2 separate regions of the Zea mays genome follow, and region 1 is linked to region 2. Evidence: chromatin contacts called from public Hi-C data. All regions are on one chromosome and are shown on one strand. Each heading gives the region's core, a stretch centred on a gene start, on an enhancer-like site or on the middle of the called end of the contact. The rest is flanking DNA. Distances are from core to core; before and after follow the strand shown. Region 1 holds the start of LOC100282852. Region 2 holds the start of LOC100273844 (Putative pentatricopeptide repeat family protein).

Evidence for each region. A called contact is a pair of places that touch in the nucleus more often than the background predicts.
Region 1: a Hi-C map of endosperm shows a contact between it and region 2, with 1.9 times the contacts expected there. The contact joins the promoter of LOC100282852 here to the promoter of LOC100273844 in region 2. A contact is called at or near these places in 11 of 25 Hi-C or Micro-C datasets (bundle sheath, ear, endosperm and 4 more).

The regions. Positions count from the first base shown.
Region 1 is chr10:133,602,299-133,608,796 of Zm-B73-REFERENCE-NAM-5.0, reverse strand. It overlaps LOC100282852, which reads right to left and starts at 2,509. Exons shown (of 2, transcript NM_001155758.2): 1 at 2,325-2,509; 2 at 1,724-2,218. The coding sequence starts at 2,394. The coding sequence ends at 2,040.
Region 2 is chr10:133,471,012-133,477,951 of Zm-B73-REFERENCE-NAM-5.0, reverse strand. It overlaps LOC100273844 (Putative pentatricopeptide repeat family protein), which reads left to right and starts at 2,048. Exons shown (of 3, transcript NM_001360468.1): 1 at 2,048-6,892. The coding sequence starts at 2,120. The coding sequence ends at 4,426. LOC103641850 reads right to left here and starts at 873. Exons shown (of 3, transcript XM_008665165.3): 1 at 153-873; 2 at 1-84. The coding sequence starts at 391. It overlaps LOC100193850 (integral membrane protein like protein), which reads right to left. Exons shown (of 8, transcript NM_001138931.2): 7 at 6,566-6,838; 8 at 5,648-5,925. The coding sequence ends at 5,839.

The DNA of each region.
Region 1 (6,498 bases), core at 1,260-3,759, 130 kb before region 2:
CTGTAAAGCTGAAGGTACGATTATAAATTTATCATATGAGAGGAAAGAAACATGGTATTGAAATATCTGAGATGGATTATTATGTTTAACTTCTTCACATTCTTTTACATACTTATTTACATAGTTAAGTCATGATTTACTCGGTTAAGTCTCAACCTTCGTCTTCGAAAGAATTATTCCGAAAGGATAACTATTTGAGGACGAATGCTGATCATCTCTTTAATACCGTGTTACCTTGTTTTTGACTGTATATAGCAATTGAAAACAAATGACCAATATATTTTAATTATAATAAAAATTATGTTTTTTTTTATAAATAAGTGTATCTATACGTGAACCGCCTCTACCCTCTCCTACATGACTGCCTCCTCGTTCCATGTCCCCAGTGTTCAATTCATTTCTTCGTCCCCAAGATTATAGAGTCTGTTTAGTGCATAATATAAGTTTTTATAGCTAAAATAAGTTGAAACTAAAAGCTAAATAATCCATTTTCGACACCTTTTTACGGCTGTCCTTCTCTTCATAGCCTATTTTTATTAAAATGCAAAAAAAAGTTAAACTAGCTTATCCATGACAAATTTTCTCTCTATCTATATAGCTTTCCAGGGAAATACTTTTCAGAGAAGCCGTATAAAACGTGTCATTCGCGCAGAAAGCTGGTGGAGTGGTGGTGGCGTGACATGTTCAGAACCATGGAAAAGAAAGACATGGGCCTTGAATCAGCTCGCTTTCTGACAAAATTGAGCCCGTTCTTCCTCCTATAAGGAACTGTGATTTAGCACACGAAACACTACTGAACCCGGCCCAACTATAAATCATGATATAGTATATTCTTCTGAGTTGTGACATGAGAGACGTCCATCTCTGTGAGACTCAGAACATTTACCTAGTGATAAAAGTGAGTATCTAAATTGTTATTATGACAAATTTAATATTTTAAAATAGATATAGATAAAATTTGATTTGATTTTTTTTCTTAGTTATCGAACGTATTATTACAAATAAGAATAAAAATTTGTATAGATTATTTTATACATTATTTGCTTCCTACAACAAAAAAAGATGCACAAATATAGAGATATAGAGTATGAATATAGAGAGCTGAGCAGCTATGGCCGAAAGTAAGGTAGGTGCATATACTTCGAGATTGCATTTTTTATTTCTTTTTTATATTTTATAATTAAAAGATATAATCACGGAACCGATTTTATATTTGTGTTTCTGATATTTGTACGAACAAAACTAGACCACACATGTTATATAATATTTGAAGATTTATTTGTGCACTCTTCTCTAAGTACACGTTGTAATACATATAACCAAATACGAGTTGTATCTGATCTGAATGTACTAATATAAACAACCAAATAAAAGGCTATGTACAGATCTAGCATGTGCACTGCTCATGTATGATCCAGGCTACCGGTGTACAGCAACTAAACAGAAGGATTGTGTAAGAAAGAAGTTTGTTTGGCTGGATGTAGAGGGGACGCAGCCTGAATAATAAGCAGATGCAAAAAAAAAAAAAAATGCACCATGCAGATCGGTTTATTCGTGGTCGTCTGCAGTAGTTATTCCCTGACATTTACTCTCTGTGCATTGACCCATCCACAACCAGCTGATGTTTTCGAAGGGTTATTGCATTCCACAATCAACCAACCAGTATTCCGGCCTTTTTGACTAATACATCCACTCAACTGCGTGACGAAAGTAACAACCACAATGTACGTAAGCACCCAGTACGCAACTGCGTGAAGACGGGGCCTTATTATTTATTATTCGAGATTAGCTAAAACACATCAGAAACTGTAAAACCACAGCACGTGAAGCCGGTTCATCAATGCAACGAGACACACGCTCGCACCCACGCACGTCTGCTATGACTAATTGAGAGTAACTGAAAAGACACACGCACACGCACGTACGCAAGACTGCGCGCCACAGCAAGGCCCAAAGGACAAGAAACAAACGCAAACGGACCAGCAGCAGGTAGGTCGGTCGTCGTGCATGCATGCGCTGGCCAGCCGGCTAGTTAATTACTAGCAGATCCGCTTGCAGTGGCACTTGCGCTCTATGCCGTGCCACCTGCACTCGCCCCACGGGAAGCCCTCCGTCCTGCAGACGTTCTCGCAGTTGCTCTTGCTCATGCAGGCGCCGACGAACCGGTGGCTCTGCGACGTGCAGTGCCTCGCCTCCGCCACCCTCGTCGTCCCCATCTCTGCATGCATGCAAAGCAACGGCCGCGCTCCGTGTCAGAAAAAAACAAGATGCCGGCCGTCGATCGAGCTAGCTAGGTCGTAGTAATTAAGGACACACGCACGCACCTGAGGCGGCGAGCAGCATCAGCAGGAAGACGAGCGCGGACGCGACCATGCGGCGGGAGGTCCACGCCATCCTTGGACGACGCTCAACTACACTCTACGTACTCTGGCGAGTATACTTGGCCACTTGGGAGCTAGAGTAGTGCCTAGCTAGACTAGAGACTAGACACACCTGGAATGACCGGCGCGACGACGGGGGGCGAGAGTGGTTGCTTTATATAGTAGTGCTTTAGGCCTAGCTAGCAAGGGCTTGTTTGTTCGAAATCCAAGTCCGGCCGGTAGTATTTGCTTAATTTTCGCCGATACAAATGGATCGAATCGAAAAGCTGAGTCAGCATGCACATTTTTTTACTGCAAGGCTGGAGATTTTGCTCGACGTGTCCCTGTCCCTGTCCTTGTCCTTGTCCCGACAGTCTCGTCTCGGGCCTCTCGGCACGAGTACAACAATTGAACTGCACAGAGTACGGTTGCACAAAAGAAAAATGGTATTATGCGGCCCATGCAGAGGTGGCGCATCGTGCACGCCTCGATGGATGTCTGTGCAGTACGTGGCATATATGCTACGGATCCAGAGCACGGGCGGCTGTACTGCTCCACCGACCTGACAATGCCACTGTTTGTGATTACTGCTGGGACGGCACAATCCACATGATCAGCGATTTGAGTCGTTGATTGCTTGTATTTGTATCCACTATCCACCTTAATAAAGCTAGGTTTAAAGATGAAAACGGACACGGAAAACCCCCTCTCCATTTCCGTATCCACATTTTATCATCGAAAACAGGATCTGATCTGGATTAGTCGGAAACGGAAACAGAAGCGGGATAAACGGAATTACGAAAACGAACGAAAACGGAAATACTAACGGAAACTCATAATTTAATACAAACAGAGATATTATTGATGTTTAACTAGTGATTGATTGGTAGGACAATAACATAAAATAAATAGATAAAGAGAGACAATATTTTATTGTTCTGTGGTTGCGCTATTGGTGTACATTTAGCTATATTCGATGTTGTTTAAGACTTTAGACCACTTGCCATTGAAAAGAACCGATGGTTACAATGACCACTTGTGCTATAATTTGTCATCTAAAAACACGAGACTTTAGTTTATATAGTAATGCATATTAGGCTCGTTCCGTATTTATCAAATACGGAATAAATACGGGTTCAATCCGGATAAATTTAAAAACAGGATCACACAAAAACGGACGGAATAAATTATCTCATGTTTTCGTCCTGTTTCCATATCTTCCGTAAATACAAAAATGTTCAGATCAAATATAGAAAACGGTACGGGTTGGGACGAGATTTTATCCTTCCGTTTTCAACCCTAGCTAGGTTCCTTTTTTTAACACAATTCAGTAGTAAATAAAAATAGACCCCAAATCCGCCTACGTGTATATATAACAACCATATAAATAAAGATCAATATACAACAAAGAGACTTAAAATAAACAAGATATGCATGTATTATGTTCATCACCAACATATAACATACTTCCATCAGGCTCACGGGCTACCAATGGGAATATACCGTGCCCCAGTGGAGCATTTGCCAAACCTCAATTTCAGAAATCAGAAGACGATGAAGGAAACGTATCAACAAGCTACCCGCGAATGATTTTTTTTGCTGTACATTATTGTGCAAAACCAATTGAAATTATAACGATATAAATTGTCGAGCAAGCAGCCGTCAGTCTACTCATACAAGTACGTATTATACTACTACCAAAAAGAAAGCAGTACAGGCGTACAGCTGAACAGACAGCAAGGATGATTCACTCCCAATTCCTATCTGTCTCGCTCCGGGCTAATCTTTGACTGCCTGCATATATGTGAAGGGCACCAAAACGTGCTCCCGCGCTGTTGTGATATGGGGGGCTGGTAATTAATCCCATCCCTGAAATTCACCGGCCGGAGCAAATTAGCATCAGTAGGAAATGCTACTCAAATGAAATAACAGGCAAGTGTTACTTGCTGCCCTAGGAAATGGATATGTATTAGCATATCTTCTCTGCAAATAACACTTCCCAGACCGCCAGTAATCGTGCTAGACAGCTAGAGGAACATGTAGAAACAATAATGTTATCTATCGGTTAACAGATGAGCTCAAAAAACATGAAAGGTTCATATGGCGACAGCATCTCTGAGAACTTTGGAGTATTCTGTAATGTAGCATGCTCGATCGATAGGTCGCTGACACACAAGCATGGGGAAATTTTGGACAAAGAAATGTTGATGGCAGCACGAATCCACGAACATTAGCCAGAGCATATGCCCATGCTGTGCTTTTTATGCCGCCAATGTTTTGCTATGATCGCCGAAGACTTCTCTGTAAGCACAATAATTTATTATCTCTATTTGGATTATGTTACATGCTTAGAGTTTAGGGTTTACAGTACGGTTTAAGCATCACCTGGACCAAACGCCTTTGTGTCGGTGAGAAACAGCAATCACACAGGTTATTCTGAATACACGCCCGAAAATGCCTACACAACGGATTTCCAAAAAATTAAGGATCTTTTTCCGTTCATCAACGACATCAATGGGCCGCATGAAGATTAATAGAAAACCATATGCACAAAGCTGACCGAAACTATCTGAACTATTTGACTGCAATTCATTATCCCACAGATTATCTGGTTATCCTGTTCTTATGAATTCTAAGGCTCCGTGAAGGCGCTTCTTAGCGGGCAGTTGGGTGATCCTCCTCAATCCTCATCGCTGCAAGCTGATACGTTAGTCAATAAAAAGGCAAGGTTAGAACCAGTCACATGTACCATTGGCACGGGGAACAAAAGGCATTTGACACCTACGAGTATTCTTACAGAGAGAGCACATGTTGATACAGAAAACAGGAAGTGTCTAAGTTCTTATTACTCGCGCGAAAAAAGTAAACTGCAAGCTGAGTGACACCATCGATTAGCAGTAGTTATCTACTTGTGTTACAAATGAAGAACATAAAATTATTTTAAGGCCTAATCATAAATTTAGTACTTCCTTGTATGCCAGAAGGGTAGGTTAGCCTTGAAGTGGAAGCATTTTTTACTTTACACTTATCATCCTCCATCACCAGCATCAGGCACCACTACCTCTCTTTTAAAACTCAACCCGTGGGAGCTAAGACAGCCCCCCGAATATTGTATTTAGAAGAAGACCTTCTCACATAGGTCGACAAAACTCCTGAATCCCTACAACACCCATACATACCGACATCGTGGCCCATGTGACCGTGATCGCCGACCGGGGCCGAGCCTTAGACCTGTGCTTTGGCGTGAGACAAAAGAGAGGACCTGAAGAGTGCTACTTAGACCAGCTAACCAACCCAGCTAGAGTCCCTTTCTTTTTTTGAAAGGGAAAGGTAAAAGATTTGTCATTCCAATATATTAGAAGAGATAAAAAAAACTTTACCAACTGACACGATCCAAACAACTTAACAAACTTGACCTAGTTAGAACACTGACGTTTAGAGATAAAGACCCAAACTCCCCTGACCATGCCCCCAACCGCTACAGACAAGCTAAACCTCCACCAACGAGCTCTTTCACCAGCTGCGCCACTTGCTCTGTCGTTCTCTGCTGGCCCTTAAAGATTCAGTTGTTTCTTTCCAACCATAAGCTCCACCAGACATAAATTAGGAGGCCATCGAAACTTTTTCTTGATTGCTTACTACAAAGCATCCTCAGTCTAAACCACCACGTGTGCAGAGATCCAGTCTTAGAAATACCGTCCAGGAATCGCAAATCAGCCCAAGTCAGGATCATGTTCCACACTTCCTTTGCGAAGGGACAATCCTTACATAGGTGTACCGCTGTCTCCGGAGATACATTACAAAAAGAACAATTTTGATTGCAAGGCCATCCCCGTTTTTGCAGATTGTCTGAAGTTAATATTTTGTTGTGCAACAATGTCCAAACAAAGAAACGACATTTTGGTTCAGTTTTTGCTTTCCAAATGAGATTGATGTGAATTTTACAGAAGTTCGTTGTGAACTAAATTTTGTATGCGCTACTTGAACTGTATTCCCCATCTGCCGACCATCTCCAAGAAATGGTGTCTTCAAGATCATTGAGGCCTTGTGTGCTGCTGATTGATAACCAAAGTAAGACAAATTCTCTAACTTCCTCCTCCTGAGTGAAAGGCGCACAGAACTGCATCCAGTAATTGTT
Region 2 (6,940 bases), core at 799-3,298:
GCATTGTATGATTGCCTGAAGTAGGGGTTCACCACTTGTAGAGCTTCTGTTATGTGTTCGAACATGGATTTCGTCATCCGGAATCTGAAAAAGAACACTTCATTACATATCATATTGCCACGAAAATGAAACAATGGTAACCAGGATACTACCGTCGTCTGAAAATGTCGTCATTGTACACAGGGATGTCTGCAAAGTAGTCTTCCACAAGCCTAGCATAACCTGAAGACCTATCCCGATGAATAATACGTCTACCTGGAACCGATCCTCTATGCACATGTGGCTTTTCTTCCCCGTCTGCAACGGTAGATGCATGAAGCATGTGTAGCACTTGTTCATCCTCGTACATGCGTTTCAAACGTCGGTGCCACGGATTAGATGAAGAAGCCATCTTGTCAGTAGGATAGCTGCAACCTAAAAACCTCACCTCTGCAAACCGCTTGTGTTCAATTACCAAATCCGCGAAATTTCTTGTCCACGATTGTTGGAAGAGTTGACCCACAAATCGAAGCTAGTTGGGCAACCCTGCATTTGGACTTGGGATCAATTTGATTAAAGTGTAGTTGCAAATAGGGGTGAAAACGGTCGGAAACGATCGGTAAACACTAAAATCATTTTCGTTTTCATATTTTTCCTTGGAAACGAGATCGGAAACGGTAACTCCGGAAACGAAAACGACATCGGTAATTCGTAAACATCGGAAACGAAAGTTCGGTACGAAAATTACACCGGTTACGATCGGAATCTAAAATTCAATCGGTAAAAACTTTAACATGTACCCTCAATTTACTTCAAAAAATCACGCAAGTCATACATTCATATAAAATTAGTAATAATATATAAGGTAGGAGGTCACAATAAATATATAAGGTAAGAAGTATACAATAATAAAATCATTATTATGCATTTAAATAAAGTAGAATCAAGATATGTATAATGATATGACATTGACATTCTATTTGTACCTCTACTACTTGGCATAGTCAATATAATTAGTGTCCTCTTAGTCCTTCTTAAGTTCTCGTGCAAATTATGAATATATCTATCAAGAGTAATAATAGATAAGAAAACATAAATAAGATTTATAAAAGTTTCAAACGATTCTAAACTATATATCATTAGATAGATCTTGATTTTAGAAAAATAATAAAATTAGTTTCACATTTTTCTAAGCTAAGATGAATTTATTATGAATTTATAAAGGTCACCTCAGATTTAATATTTTTTTCTGAAAAATACCGAATTTATTACCGACGGTAAAATACCGGATGAAAACGGTAATTTCCGGAAACGGTCGGAAAAAGCCTAAACCGTTTCCGTTTCCGATTTTTTCTACCGATTTCGTTTCCGTATTTTCGGTAACCGTTTCCGTTTCCGTTTAGATCTAAATTTCGGTAAAATTTCGAAAACGATTCCCGGTATCCGAAAATTACTGTTTCCGTTTTCATCCCTAGTTGCAAACAGTAATTTGTGGGAGACCAAACAGCGGCCAGCGCCTGATCCGGCCAGCGCCACTTGTTCCGTACCTCGACGACGACGATAGAGAAGACAGGGAGCACGCCGGAGCTCGGCCGAACATGGACAGTACCACCGCGTCGAGGAAGCGAGCTTCACCGCCGTCGCCTTCGGACGAGATCCGTTTTCGGACCTTTAGCGGCAACAGAACGACGATGATGGAGAAGACGGGGAGCACGCCGGAGCTCGGCCGAACATGGACAGTAACAGTACCACCGCGTCGAGGAAGCGAGCTTCACCGCCGTCGCCTTCGGCCGAGATCCGTTTTCCGACCTTTGGCGGCAACGGAAACGACCGCCCTTCCCTCCTCCGAGTATGGCGCCGTATACGGTCCCTGCTGGAAACGCCTCCACGCTCTGCCTACGTAAACGCGGAGGACGCTCCCTAGGATATGGATACAGAGAGCACCATTGCTGCAGTTGGTGTTAGAAAAATTAAGTTCTCAAACTAGTCCTACATATTCCACCGTTCGATGCGACGGGTTAAAATTTAGCTCTCCCCATCCAAACACCTGTTCTGAGGTTCTGTTCCCGCCGCGGCGTCCATCACCGCCAGGCGCCAGCAGCTCCGACTGCTAACGGCCGCCGGCCGCCGGCCGCCGCAGATGCAGAATCCAAGCGGCACCATCCTTCAGTTCTACCACTCGGGACGGCTTTCCGCCGCGCTCCGGGCCTTTGAGTCGCTCCCCTTCTCCCCCGCATCCGCCCCCGACCCTCTCTCCGCCGCTGCCTATGCCGCGCTCGTCGCGGCCTGCTCCCGCCTCCGCTCCTTCCCGCAGGGGCGCCTCGTCCATCGTCACCTCCTTGCCTCCTCTGCTGGCGCCGCATACCTCGCTCGCAACACCATTCTCAGCAACCACCTCATCACCATGTACGGCCGCTGCGCCGCCCCAGATTCCGCACGCATGGTGTTCGACGGGATGCTCGACAGGAACCCCGTCTCCTGGGCCGCCGTTATCGCGGCGCATGCGCAGAACAGCCGTTGTGCCGATGCCATGGGTCTCTTCTCCTCCATGTTGCGGTTGGGGACCGCGCCGGACGAGTTTGCGCTCGGCAGCGCCGTGCGCGCCTGCGCGGAGCTTGGGGACTTGGGCCTAGGGAGGCAGGTGCATGCGCAGGCCATAAAATCGGATAACGGAGGTCATCTGATCGTGCAGAACGCACTCGTCACCATGTACTCCAAGAGCGGTTCAGTTGGGGATGGATTTGCGCTCTTTGAGAGGATTAGGGACAAAGATTTATTTTCATGGGGGTCAATTATCGCCGGGCTTGCACAGCAAGGTCGTGAAATGGACGCACTTCACATTTTCAGGGAGATGATTGCTGAGGGCATGCACCACCCCAATGAGTTCCATTTTGGGAGTGTCTTTAGGGCCTGCTCAGTTGTTATTAACAGTTTGGAGTACGGGGAGCAGATTCACGGTTTATGTGTCAAGTATAAGCTGGACCGCAATTCATACGCAGGTTGCTCGCTGGGTGACATGTATGCCCGTTGCAATAAGCTTGACTCAGCAATGAAGGTGTTTTACAGAATTGAGTCACCTGATTTGGTTTCTTGGAATTCCTTAATAAATGCTTTCTCTGCTGATGGGCTCCTTAGTGAGGCTATGGTTCTGTTCTCTGAGATGAGATATTCTAGTCTGAAGCCTGATGGTATCACGGTTATGGCTTTGTTATGTGCGTGTGTTGGCTGTGATGCTTTGCGTCAAGGTAGATCCATCCACTCGTACTTGGTCAAATTAGGTTTAGGCGGGGATGTTATGGTATGCAATTCTTTAATCAGCATGTATACAAGGTGTTTGGATTTCCCCTCTGCAATGGATGTCTTTCACGAGACAAATGATCGTGATGTTGTCACCTGGAACAGCATTCTCACTGCTTGTGTGCAGCACCGGCATATGGAAGATGTATTTAAGTTATTCAGACTCTTGCACAGTTCAATGCCAAGTCTGGATAGGATCAGTCTAAACAATGTTTTGAGTGCTTCTGCTGAGCTGGGTTACTTTGAAATGGCGAAACAGGTTCATGCATATGCCTTCAAGGTTGGACTGGTGAGTGATGCAATTCTGAGTAATGCTCTGATTGACACTTATGCTAAATGTGGAAGTTTAGATGATGCCAACAAGCTCTTTGAAATAATGGGCACCGGCCGCGATGTGTTCTCTTGGAGCAGCTTGATTGTTGGCTATGCCCAATTTGGTTATGCAAAGGAAGCACTTGATTTATTTGCCAGGATGAGAAACCTTGGAGTCAAGCCAAATCATGTAACCTTTGTCGGTGTCCTCATAGCATGCAGTCGTGTAGGACTTGTTGATGAAGGCTGCTATTACTACAGTATTATGGAACCTGAATATGGCATTGTCCCAACGAAAGAGCATTGCTCATGTGTCATTGATTTGTTGGCACGTGCTGGGAGACTAAGTGAGGCAGCAAAATTTGTTGACCAAATGCCATTTGAACCTGATATTATAATGTGGAATACTCTGCTAGCCGCTAGCAGAACACATAATGATGTTGAGATGGGGAAGAGGGCAGCAGAAGGTGTTTTAAATATTGATCCTTCTCATTCAGCAGCCTATGTCCTTTTGTGCAACATATATGCCTCATCTGGCAATTGGAATGAGTTTGCAAGATTGAAGAAGGATATGAGAAGCAGCGGAGTCCAGAAATCACCTGGGAAGAGTTGGATTAAACTCAAGGGCGAGCTGAAAGTCTTTATTGTAGAGGACAGATCGCACCCAGAGTCTGATGAAATGTACACAATGCTGGATCTGATTGGATTTGAAATGGTAAAAGCGGGTTATATTCCAGAACTTTCATGTTACTCACGTAAATATATTAGTTCTGACCACACATATTATGATTTGCTGAGTGAAGAAATGTTGGCTGAATATGGAGTCAGTTCTCAATAGTCATTGCTGACTTCCTATCTTTTACCATGTCACAAGATTTTTTGCCAATTGTCAAAGGAAATCAAGGTTCACTATCTCGATAAGGTACTTGAAGCTAACATTTATGCTGTATTTTGATGATTCAGTAACGGCAGGTTGTGGATTTCCCTTTCCTAAATGAATGGAAGAAAAGGTATGGTCTGTGACTAGAAGTTAACCTGTTTCTTTGGTTCCAGACTCTGGTTTCTAGTTGAACTATTTTACAACAACAAAACCTTTTAATCTCAAGCAAGTTGGGGTAGACTAGAGTTGAAACCCAACAGAAACCATAAGTCATGGTTCAGTCACGACTCACGAGTTGAACTATTCTACATGAGATAAATGTCTTTATGTTGCGGTTGGACTGAATACATAGTAGGAAGCTACTGAAGTTGACTCTGCTGTTTCATAGCTGATGGCAGGTTCTTCTGCTGCCCCTCAAACTCTGTAATGATTTCTGTTGTAATCTAGTTTTGAAAACAACAGCTGATGGCAGGTTACACCTGTTTGAAGTGCCACATATTCGTGTCTAGCTGGTTTCAAGCTAGTGGACAAGACACATGAAGTATCTGAACTATTACAGGTAGCAGCTTGCTAGTAGGCTGCCTGAAATATGTTCATATCAACACATTTCATGCAATCAGTTGAGATGATACATGGTGACGTTGACCAATTCTGCATAAATGAATCCACTTGGAGCAACCGAGGCATAATAGTTTATCCTCCATTTCTTTCACCTTGGAATTGGGACTGATTCCGAGCTGATGGTAGACTGCTGGTTTTATTGTGTACTTAGAGTAGCTGTTTAGAAGTGATCTATGTGTTAGAGTGGACGCAATAACCAGTTCAACCCAAAAACTTAAACTGATGGGAGAAGGTAGTCAATCCACTATTCCACTTATACACTTCAACACCCTCACTCACGTGCAGCCAGAGAGAAAGGCGTAAATATGGAAATAAATAGGTGGAGACACAAATAAAGTCTCTGCCAGGATTCAAACTCGAGACCTCTGGCGGCTTTGTAACTATGTTAGAGTAGACGCACTAACCAGTTGAACCAAAAGCTTAAACTGATGGGAGAAACTAGTCAATCCACTTATACACTTTAACACTTTGGAATGTCCTCAAGATTTATTGTTTGGTTTTGTTAGATTAGCTTGGTAGAGAACTACATCTGCTAAAGTATAGTTTGAGATCTGCACTAATAAAACTTCAGCTGGAACTGCTGTGTGTAGAATATAATCAAACAATAACTTTAACGTCAAAATACACATTCTCTACAAATTTTAAAATCTTCCTTTCCTAAAAAGGAAATCAAGAATGAAAAGAATGGCTTTCCAAGTCCATTAAATTCTAAGGGCAGTTCATACTAGACCTAAACTACAAGAAAAGCCCTAGCAGTCGTGAGATAAACCATTTGCTTTCTCGGTGTCATTGCTGTCTTTAGTTGCCAAAAGCGGTTCAACCTCCTTATCTGGCATCTACATATACATCATCAGAAACATCAAAAGGGTGAACTGGAAAAGGTTGTACATATTAATTGTACTTCAAGGACGATTTGACATTTTTTTGTATATTTCATAATGTAAATTATGTTGCAGTTGTGTTGAGAATATTTGATATCCCATCCAGAAGCTAAAATAATTCACGACATATGGCACAATTCACGATATATGGCGCGTGTAGCCCACATCATTCTCTAAACATTACAAGATCCAATCTGGTTCACAGTATTGGAGGCACCATAACTTTTGTCTATCTGTACTATACTAATGCTTAATACTGATTCTTGTTATTGTGTAAATTATATTCAAATCTAAAGTAATTTCAATTTTATTTCCCAAATTTGAATGTTTATTTCATCGTGATTATATCAAATTAGAAGATTCAACCACTACTGTATTTAATTTGATGAAAGTGGACTCTTAATTCTTGTTGCTGACTTAGTATAGGAATAGGAATCAGGATAGTCATTGGCATAATGGCATGGCTGTTCTATGCTTATCACCTATCAGTTCATTTCCTTTTGCTTCATGAAAACTATGTCTATGGTAAATATGATTTTAAAAAAAGATAAATATGAATCATAATGCATGTTATTCAAGGAATGAAGAAAAAAACCTGTGAAACTGGCAGGGCATCATTTGCTGACTTCTTCTTGCCCTCTCTTACAGAGAAATAGGAGTATAGTGCCATCCCAAATATGGCAATTAGAATGCCCAATATGTTCCTTAGAGTGAAAGGATCATGTAATAGAGTGTAGCCAAATGATAGAACCAGACATGTCTTAAGGTGACCAAGCACCTGGTACGTCACTGGGGATGTTGTTCCAATCACAAGAAATGTACTGAAGTTCACAGACACCGCAATCAAGCAAGAGAGGACAATGAAACCCTACATACAATTCATATAGAGAGGATCATTTTTCATTTCATTGTAGAATTTGAGGTATACATGAGATTCTTTTCCAATAGGCAAGAATATGACGAGAGTAAT